Regions from separate parts of the Bicyclus anynana genome. Here region 2 is linked to region 1. Evidence: chromatin contacts called from public Hi-C data. All regions are on one chromosome and are shown on one strand. Each heading gives the region's core, a stretch centred on a gene start, on an enhancer-like site or on the middle of the called end of the contact. The rest is flanking DNA. Distances are from core to core; before and after follow the strand shown. Region 1 overlaps LOC112050521 (BAG domain-containing protein Samui). Region 2 holds the start of LOC112050516.

Region 1 (3,617 bases), core at 109-2,608:
GAGTCAGATAGGCGGGCGCGCGTAATGCGGGAGTCTGGAGAGGAGACATGTAAGGCCGCCTCTCGACCTTCCGCGCCGTAAATGGCGAGCTCTTCGCGATACTTTATACCTACTCGCTTTGCTGTCGCACGCTCCGCTGCCTCGATGTAATTAATTTGAGATTGCTAATTTACATTCGTTTAAACGGAGACCAATTATTGTTATTGATTCGTACGCTGTCTTGCTATGACGTTACACTGTATCTTCAGATACGGTGTTTTGTGGTAACACTCTTAAATGAAGTCCTCGCCACGCACATACTCGCCCGCGACTTTGTCCGCGTGGAATTCAGTTTTTCACAAATCCCGCTGAAACCATGGATTTTTCCGGGATGAAAGTAGCCTATGTGTTAATTCAGAGTAAAATCTATTTCCATTCCAAATTTTTAGCCAAATCACTTCAGTAGTCTCTGCACAAATGAGGAACAAACACACTACTTACTTAGTGTGATGTGCAGTGTGATTTATAAATAAATTAAAAAAAAGTCTCAAAAAAATCTGATTAATACTAACCTAGCCTAGTCTCAAATACTAGGGTACTAGCAAAGAACTGATTTTGCAAAATTAAATGTTTTATAGATACAGTGTTTCGTTGCATCAAACATCATCCTAAACTTGCCAACCCTTAAGGACTGAAGTACTCGTAGCGTGATGCGGCAAAGCTCCATATTCATATATAGGAGCGACTCTATCTGTTGAAATGATATAGTAATCCTGTCAATTTAAACATTCGAAGTTACAAAAATTCCCACCAAGCCTAATATCGGTAAGATTGTTTAAAATATCATTAAAAATAAAATCTGAAAGTTCCCCATTTTTCCCCTGTAAGGAAAAAATATTACAACTTTTTGAATCGTTATATCTCAAAAACGGTGGCTAGTAGAAAAAAAGTATTAATAAATTTTTTGTAGATAATTTTATGATCTACAATTTTGTTTAAGGTATTTTTATGATAAAACTTACCGTTTTGCTGAAAATCGCGAAAAACTAATTTTTTTGACCTTTGACCTTAAATAATTTTTTTTCCTTACAAGGGAAAGATGGGGAACTTTTAAATTTTGTTTTTAATGATATTTTAAACAATCTTACCGATTTTCAGCTTGGTGGGAATTTAGGTTACTTTACTCTTATTTTTGGTTTAATTTGACCGGTCTATAGAATTATTTATCATAGTGTAAAACAAACAGTATTGAATATCTAAAGAAACGATGTTGTCTGTCCTCCCTCAGCGCGGTTTCCCGTTCGACGAGGAGGAGGGCACGGGCGCGTGGAGCGAGCTAGCGGCGCGCCACCCGGACATCGCGGCGCGACTGCGCCAGCGCCCCTCCACCTGGGCCAGGAAGCGGCGCCCCTCCAGCCAGGACGGCGTACACGGTAACGGATCACTTACTTAAAGCTTGGCAACATCGTTCGCAACACTCCCGATGGTCCGCGCGGGCCGGAGGGCATGTAGATTCATCGCTACATGTACATCGCTGTAAAACCCACTGATGCACCTCACTTCCCCGCACGTACGATTTCACACTTTCTTTCCCCCCGTCGCCCGCATATCATGGGAGTGTCATTATCGAACTTGCCAGACTATAGGCTTCTGTCCCATTAGTGCCATTGCATCGTCACAGCTAATAGGTCATTCCGTATATTTTAAAGTAGCCTGCGGTTTCAACCGCGTAATTCACATTCCGGTGAGAATACGGGGATAAAATATAGCTGTGATACGTACAAATAACGTGTATTTTAGTTAGAATTTTCAAAATCGGTTTAGTGGGTCCAGAGTGTTAAACCCTTAAAGTGTTTTTCAGATAGCATGTATGGTGACAGTCGCCACTACCACTTACTTTACCTCTTTATGATATTAGTATAGATGTCACATTAAAGCGTTGCGTCGCCGTCGCAAGTGACGTTTTACTAGATTGACGGGCGACGAGACGAGGGGAGGGGAGGGTGATGCACTGTCAGAGATCGGGCATGACGATGGACAGGGTTGTGACTTATGACCAAAAAAACTAATGAGGCATCGCCCTTAATGTACACTCATTTTAGACATACCTATATGTTATGATTTTCATGTGCAAGTTTAGAAATTAACTTAATTTCTTAAAAGTTACTATCCTAGATGGCATTGCAATGGTAATTGCAATGTTCAATTGTCAAAGTAATCTTGAAATTTAATTAAAACTAAACATTAAACATAGTTTTTCAAAAAAAATATCTAGACCAATGAAACTAAAAATGTTATTATTCCGTTGTTGCAGACACAGCCGACAGTTTCGGTGATTTCGACAGATTCCCCTTCGACGACATCCCGCAAGACTTCAGAGAACACTTCCCCTCGCATTGGAACAGGAGGTTCGGCTCACGGGAGGAGCCCTTCCAGCAGCCGCCCAGCTCCCCGCCGCAGTCGCCGCAGCAGCAGACCATCGCCACACAGACTGAGCACGACGCCGGGCCCTCGCACGACGAGCAGACCTTACCCCAGTACGGCCTACGGAACACAGTTGATCTAGGACAAAAGAGCGCCACAGACCCCAGCGTCGTTGATGCGGACGAGAGAGCGCACAGGTCTATGTCAGCGCCCCCCGACCAACGCACAGTGAACCCCAACAGCAAAATGAGCGGACACAACCAGGACCACCCGCACCCGCCGCCGCAGCCCGAGCAGCATTCGAACGTCCGGCACATCCCTATATTCGTAGAAGGCAGAGATGAGCCCGTGATAAACAGATCCGTCGACCACGGTACTCACTACGCCGACCCCAAACCCACATATGTTCCTCCGCCTCAACCACATATCGATAGAGAACAGTACTTCGCAGATGAGGGTCCCGTTGGTTTCCCGTTCTCGAAGAATTTCTTCAGGCAATCGCCGCAACCTTTCACCAAACAAAAAATGTACCCGCAAGCGTACGCCCGAGGTGGATCGCCGCAAAGATCTCAGTCGCCTAAACCTCAGAGTTATCACGAGCACACCTCGCCGCGACAGGAAATGCCGTCCAGACCGCAACAGAAGCAAGCCCCGCCGCAACAGAAGCAATCTCCCCCACAACAGAGGCAGCCTCCTCAGCAACAAAAGCAACCATCGCCTCAACAACGGCCGACTACCCCACAACGTGCGACTTCTCCCCAAGCCGCACACCACGAGCCGGCTCCGCCACAAACCCCGCCTCAACAGCAAGCTCCCTGCAACGATTCCCTTAAACAAATTCTCAGTATTCAAGCAGACGTCCTCAATCTCATAACGGAAGTTGAAAACTTCAAGGGAACGAAAAAAGACAAACATTATTTATACTTAGATGAGATGCTGACGAGGAATCTCATAAAGTTAGATAACATCGAGACAGATGGCAAAGAGAGCATAAGACAGGGTAGGAAGGAGGTAATTAAGTGCATTAACGATTGTATAGCAATGCTTGAGAAGAAAGCTGAAAGTAGGGCCCTCACCACTCCTCCTCCGCAAGACGTGGAAATGCAGAACAATGCAAATGAAGCTCCAGCTGTAGCAGAACAAGCCGTCCAGAATGGTGACGTAGAAATGAAAGAACCTACCAAAGAGGAAGAAAACGTCCAACCACAAGTAGA
Region 2 (4,088 bases), core at 1,141-3,640, 37 kb before region 1:
ACTCTGCCAATGTTATTTTCTGATCCTTGTAACACTATTGAACACTCAATGTTTAAGCTGTGTTTTTGACTTAGTTTTTAGTTTTTTGAGTGAGTTTTAGCTGTGGTTCATAATAAATTAATATGAATAACAAACACAAGTTATAATTCTATGACAAGTGTTTATATACTTGATACTATAATTAATAAACATTCCAATTTAAACACATAGACTATTATATATATTACTAGATATACAAAAAGATAAATATATCCTTTACAAGTACCTAAAAATTATTACATACTAGCGACCCCCACAACTTCATCTGTGTAGAATTCTGTTCTCCACAAATCTCTCAAAAACAATGGATTTTTTTGGGATAAAAGGTAGCCTATGTGTTAATCCCGGGTATCTTCATTTTAAATTTCAGCCAATTTGGTTCAGTAGTTGCAGCATTAAAGAGTGACAAACAAACTTTAGCATTTATAATATTTGTAGGATTGTTACATACAAGCAAATAACCAGTAATAAGCAGTCTATCACAGCCTACTTATTACCTACTTTAGAGTTTTAATCAAAATGCAAATTCACCCACAAAAGAAATGCAATGTTTAGAAAACTAATTCTAAAAAATACAGTCGCCACTTAGTTGATGAATTTTTTTGAAATCACGCTTGATGGTAAGCGATGATGCAGCTCAAGGTGACTTGCCTAGAAGATGCCTATTAAATCTTAACTTGTAGATACCCATATTGTAGGTGGTGGGGAAAACAGAAGCTGCAAGCAGTGTTGCCAGAAGGTTACTTTTGTAACCTTTTAGGTGATTTTTTGACTGCATTGGTAACTTTTAGGTTACATTAATAAAAAGGTTACTTTTACGTGATATTTCGGAATTTTTAGAATTAACTTACAATTTCGTATATCTAAAACAGAACGGTCGTTAAATCAAGAAATGCGGACAAATGCTCAAGAACTCATCGATGTTTCTGTGTCAATCTCACTATAAATGAAGACGTTACAATTGACGTTGCGAAATAAGCAAGTTGCAGTCACATTGAATTTCTTAAAAAAATCAAGTATGAATTTAAGAAATTAACGTCTATTGTTTTTTAATTCCTTGCTCTTTAATTGTATTTTTCTTATACCATAAGTAAAAGGCAAACAATCAGGGCCTTACTTAAGATGATTCTATTTACGAGTAAAATCTCCTTCGGTTTGTAGTAATTTAGTACTTGGTTACTGTTACGAATACTAGATTCGTAACAGACAGATATTAAAAAAAAAAACAAAATTACTTTAGCCCCCAGAGGCTGAAATGGTGGTTTAGCCATGCTGTGGAACGCAAAAAGCAAGAGTAGTAGTAGTCAAAAGGTTACTTTTTACACAAAAAGTATTACTGAGACGGGCAGCGTGACGTCAGGAATGTGTATTCAGCAATGAAAATCTTCGTATAGTTCCAACAAAGTGTATTATCACCAACAAAGATCGCGCTCGACTGACTACCAGACGACAAAATAATTACCGACTATGACTCAAACAGTTTTACAATTCAAAATGGTTTCTGTATCTTACAACTACTTTTTAATTATACAGTTTTACGGCTTAGTCTAACATTATGAAATTAATATCATTATAATATTTAAATTAATTATAAAATGTAAATAGTTTACTTTAATCTGAGTTTAAATAATAAAGCTAAAGATAGAATCTTTAGGTTTAGTCAAATCAGTATCTTATAAACGAAAAACTGTAATCATGACATTGAAGAATTATTATCAGCAAATAACAGACAATGTTTATAATAACATATAGATAGTTTAGTATATTTATAGTTTGTTAGATGGAACTCGTAGGCCCTCGTAACAAAAGGTTACTTTTTTTAATATTTCGGGTAACTTCTCATAAGATCCAACTGGCAACACTGGCTGCAAGAGCATTCCACATCTTTGCAGTGCGTTTAAGGAAAGAGGAACTAAACCGCTTAGTATAAAATAAGATATATTGAAGTCAATAAGTATGTATTACTTACCGGGGTCGGCGCATCTAATTTTTGTAAAGAAATGGTCGGCATAATAGTTGTTCATAACATAATTCGGATCAGAAATCTTTTCAAATAAAAGCCTCACTTTATTTTGTATTAAAACATTTTCCATGGTGATACAATTATTGTGTAAAGTTTTATCTTCCAAGATTATCAAAGGTTAGGTTAGTTTGTGTTACATTACATTCTGTAGCGTTAAAGAAACAAAATTGAATTACAGCTGAAATATTTAGCTATACAACGATAGATTAATTACTGACTTGAATATTATCATATAATTACGTACTTATTAATGATTTAAGACTAATATAATGAAAATGATAAGGATTTATCAATTACAAAACAAATATTGACCACAAATTGAAATTTTTGACAGATTTGTTTTCTTTTTATTTTTTGTCATAGGTATCATAGAGTAATTATAATTCGTCTGAGGTAGTGCTACCTTCAAAAAATTCATAAAAATACCTTAATTCAGTGAGATAGGTGCATATATACACAGATGATATGTCTTATATACATATAGGTGTCAAAGTGATATGTGTATGAAATGAAAATTTATATGGGAATTTTTTCAGGTATAAACCACCGCAGACGAATTTTAGAGGGACCTGCCTCGCTAGACGTTACCCCTTTGACAAAGTATAGGATCAAGGATTTAACGCATCGGGCGTCCACTGCAGGACATATACCATTTGCAGAGGCTTCCAAACATCACGATACTGAGCCGCCTGCATCCAGCAAAAACTTGCGACACGCTTGATGTCTTCAATCCACCTGGTGGGATTGGTCGACCAACACTGTGCTTTCTAGTGCGGGGCCGCCATTCAAGCACCTTGAGACCCCAATGGCCATTGGCTCTTCAAACTATGTCCATTACCGACCCATTGCCAGTGTTTCGAAGCTGAAGTGGCAATGGGGGATCTAACGCATTTATGAAAAAAGACGTTTTCGTCGTATAGTCCTAAAAGTGGCAGTTTGTGTAGTTAAATTGCATAACGGTCAACAACTCCTACTCGTAGTTTACTATAAGATAAAGATGCGTTCTATTTGTAAGTATTTGTAACATTTAAATATTATGTAAAAAGAAACGATTCTTCAACCGGAACAGCAAAACATCGATAAATTAGTTGAATATTCTGTGTTACGAGTCTAAGCGATGTGTTTGTTAGTCTGTGTAAAAATTATAGGAGTAGGAGTATTCGGCTCACTGATGAACACGAGTCTCCTTTTAAAACGAGAGGAGTTAGGCCTTAGTCCACCACGCTGGCCAAATGCGGATTGGCAGATTTCACACACATACAGAATTAAGAAAATTTTCAAGTATTTAGGTTTCCTCACAATGTTTTTCCTTCACCGTTTGAGACAATAATAAAACCGTGATATTTAATTTCTTAAAATGCACATAAATAAAAAGTTGGAAGTGCATGCCCCGGCCTGGATTTGAGCCTACACTCAAAAGCAAAGGTCTTATCCAGTACGTCTCTAGAGTAGATATGGGGACACAAAATTTATTGGAACAATGCATGTCCACAGCTAATTACTGTATGTCCACTACCTTCACAATCACCCTCAGACGAATTAAACTATTCCTCTAAGCCACCTCCATTCACCACTGACTATATACATACTCAGGAAATGGCATTTCCACATAATTATTATTAACTTCGGTAATTTTGTTTGTAACATTAATTTGAAATAAATATTTAAGTGTTTATAAAAACATCTTTTTGGGTTTAAATTATTTTTAAATTATTTTTTTGTATAATTTTGAAATATTCCATTAGACACATGCGTGTAAAGAATTTTTTTCATTGGAAAATGATTGTTCTAGAATGAGCACATCGCTGTCAAAAATTTATCTGCTGACTGAAAACTACATGTGAAACGCATGAAAAATTGTTTGGAAATTGTGCTGGTGCTTTAGTGAATGACACGAGTGTAATTTTTAGATCTATAGTAAGTGTTTAGTTTTGCTGAAACGGTATATGTATTTTTGATTTATAAATTGTGAGAAAAGTGAAATGCCCCTACGAGGAAGAAGTTTTGTGAGTATCTATTTAATCAT

Evidence for each region. A called contact is a pair of places that touch in the nucleus more often than the background predicts.
Region 2: a contact with region 1 is called in a Hi-C map of whole larva, with 7 times the contacts expected there. The contact joins the promoter of LOC112050516 here to the enhancer-like site in region 1. A contact is called at or near these places in 2 of 2 Hi-C or Micro-C datasets (whole body and whole larva).

Annotation. Positions count from the first base shown.
Region 1 is chr11:14,908,487-14,912,103 of ilBicAnyn1.1, reverse strand. LOC112050521 (BAG domain-containing protein Samui) reads left to right here. Exons shown (of 3, transcript XM_024088805.2): 2 at 1,268-1,412; 3 at 2,294-3,617. Among protein-coding and RNA genes, the nearest start is that of LOC112050513, 15 kb to the right of the region's middle. Within about 2 kb of position 1,358, at least 7 of the 8 cell types and tissues checked have open chromatin away from gene starts, as enhancers often do.
Region 2 is chr11:14,946,348-14,950,435 of ilBicAnyn1.1, reverse strand. LOC112050516 reads right to left here and starts at 2,390. Exons shown (of 5, transcript XM_024088797.2): 1 at 2,009-2,390. The coding sequence starts at 2,132. LOC112050521 (BAG domain-containing protein Samui) reads left to right here and starts at 3,836. Exons shown (of 3, transcript XM_024088805.2): 1 at 3,836-4,068. The coding sequence starts at 4,045.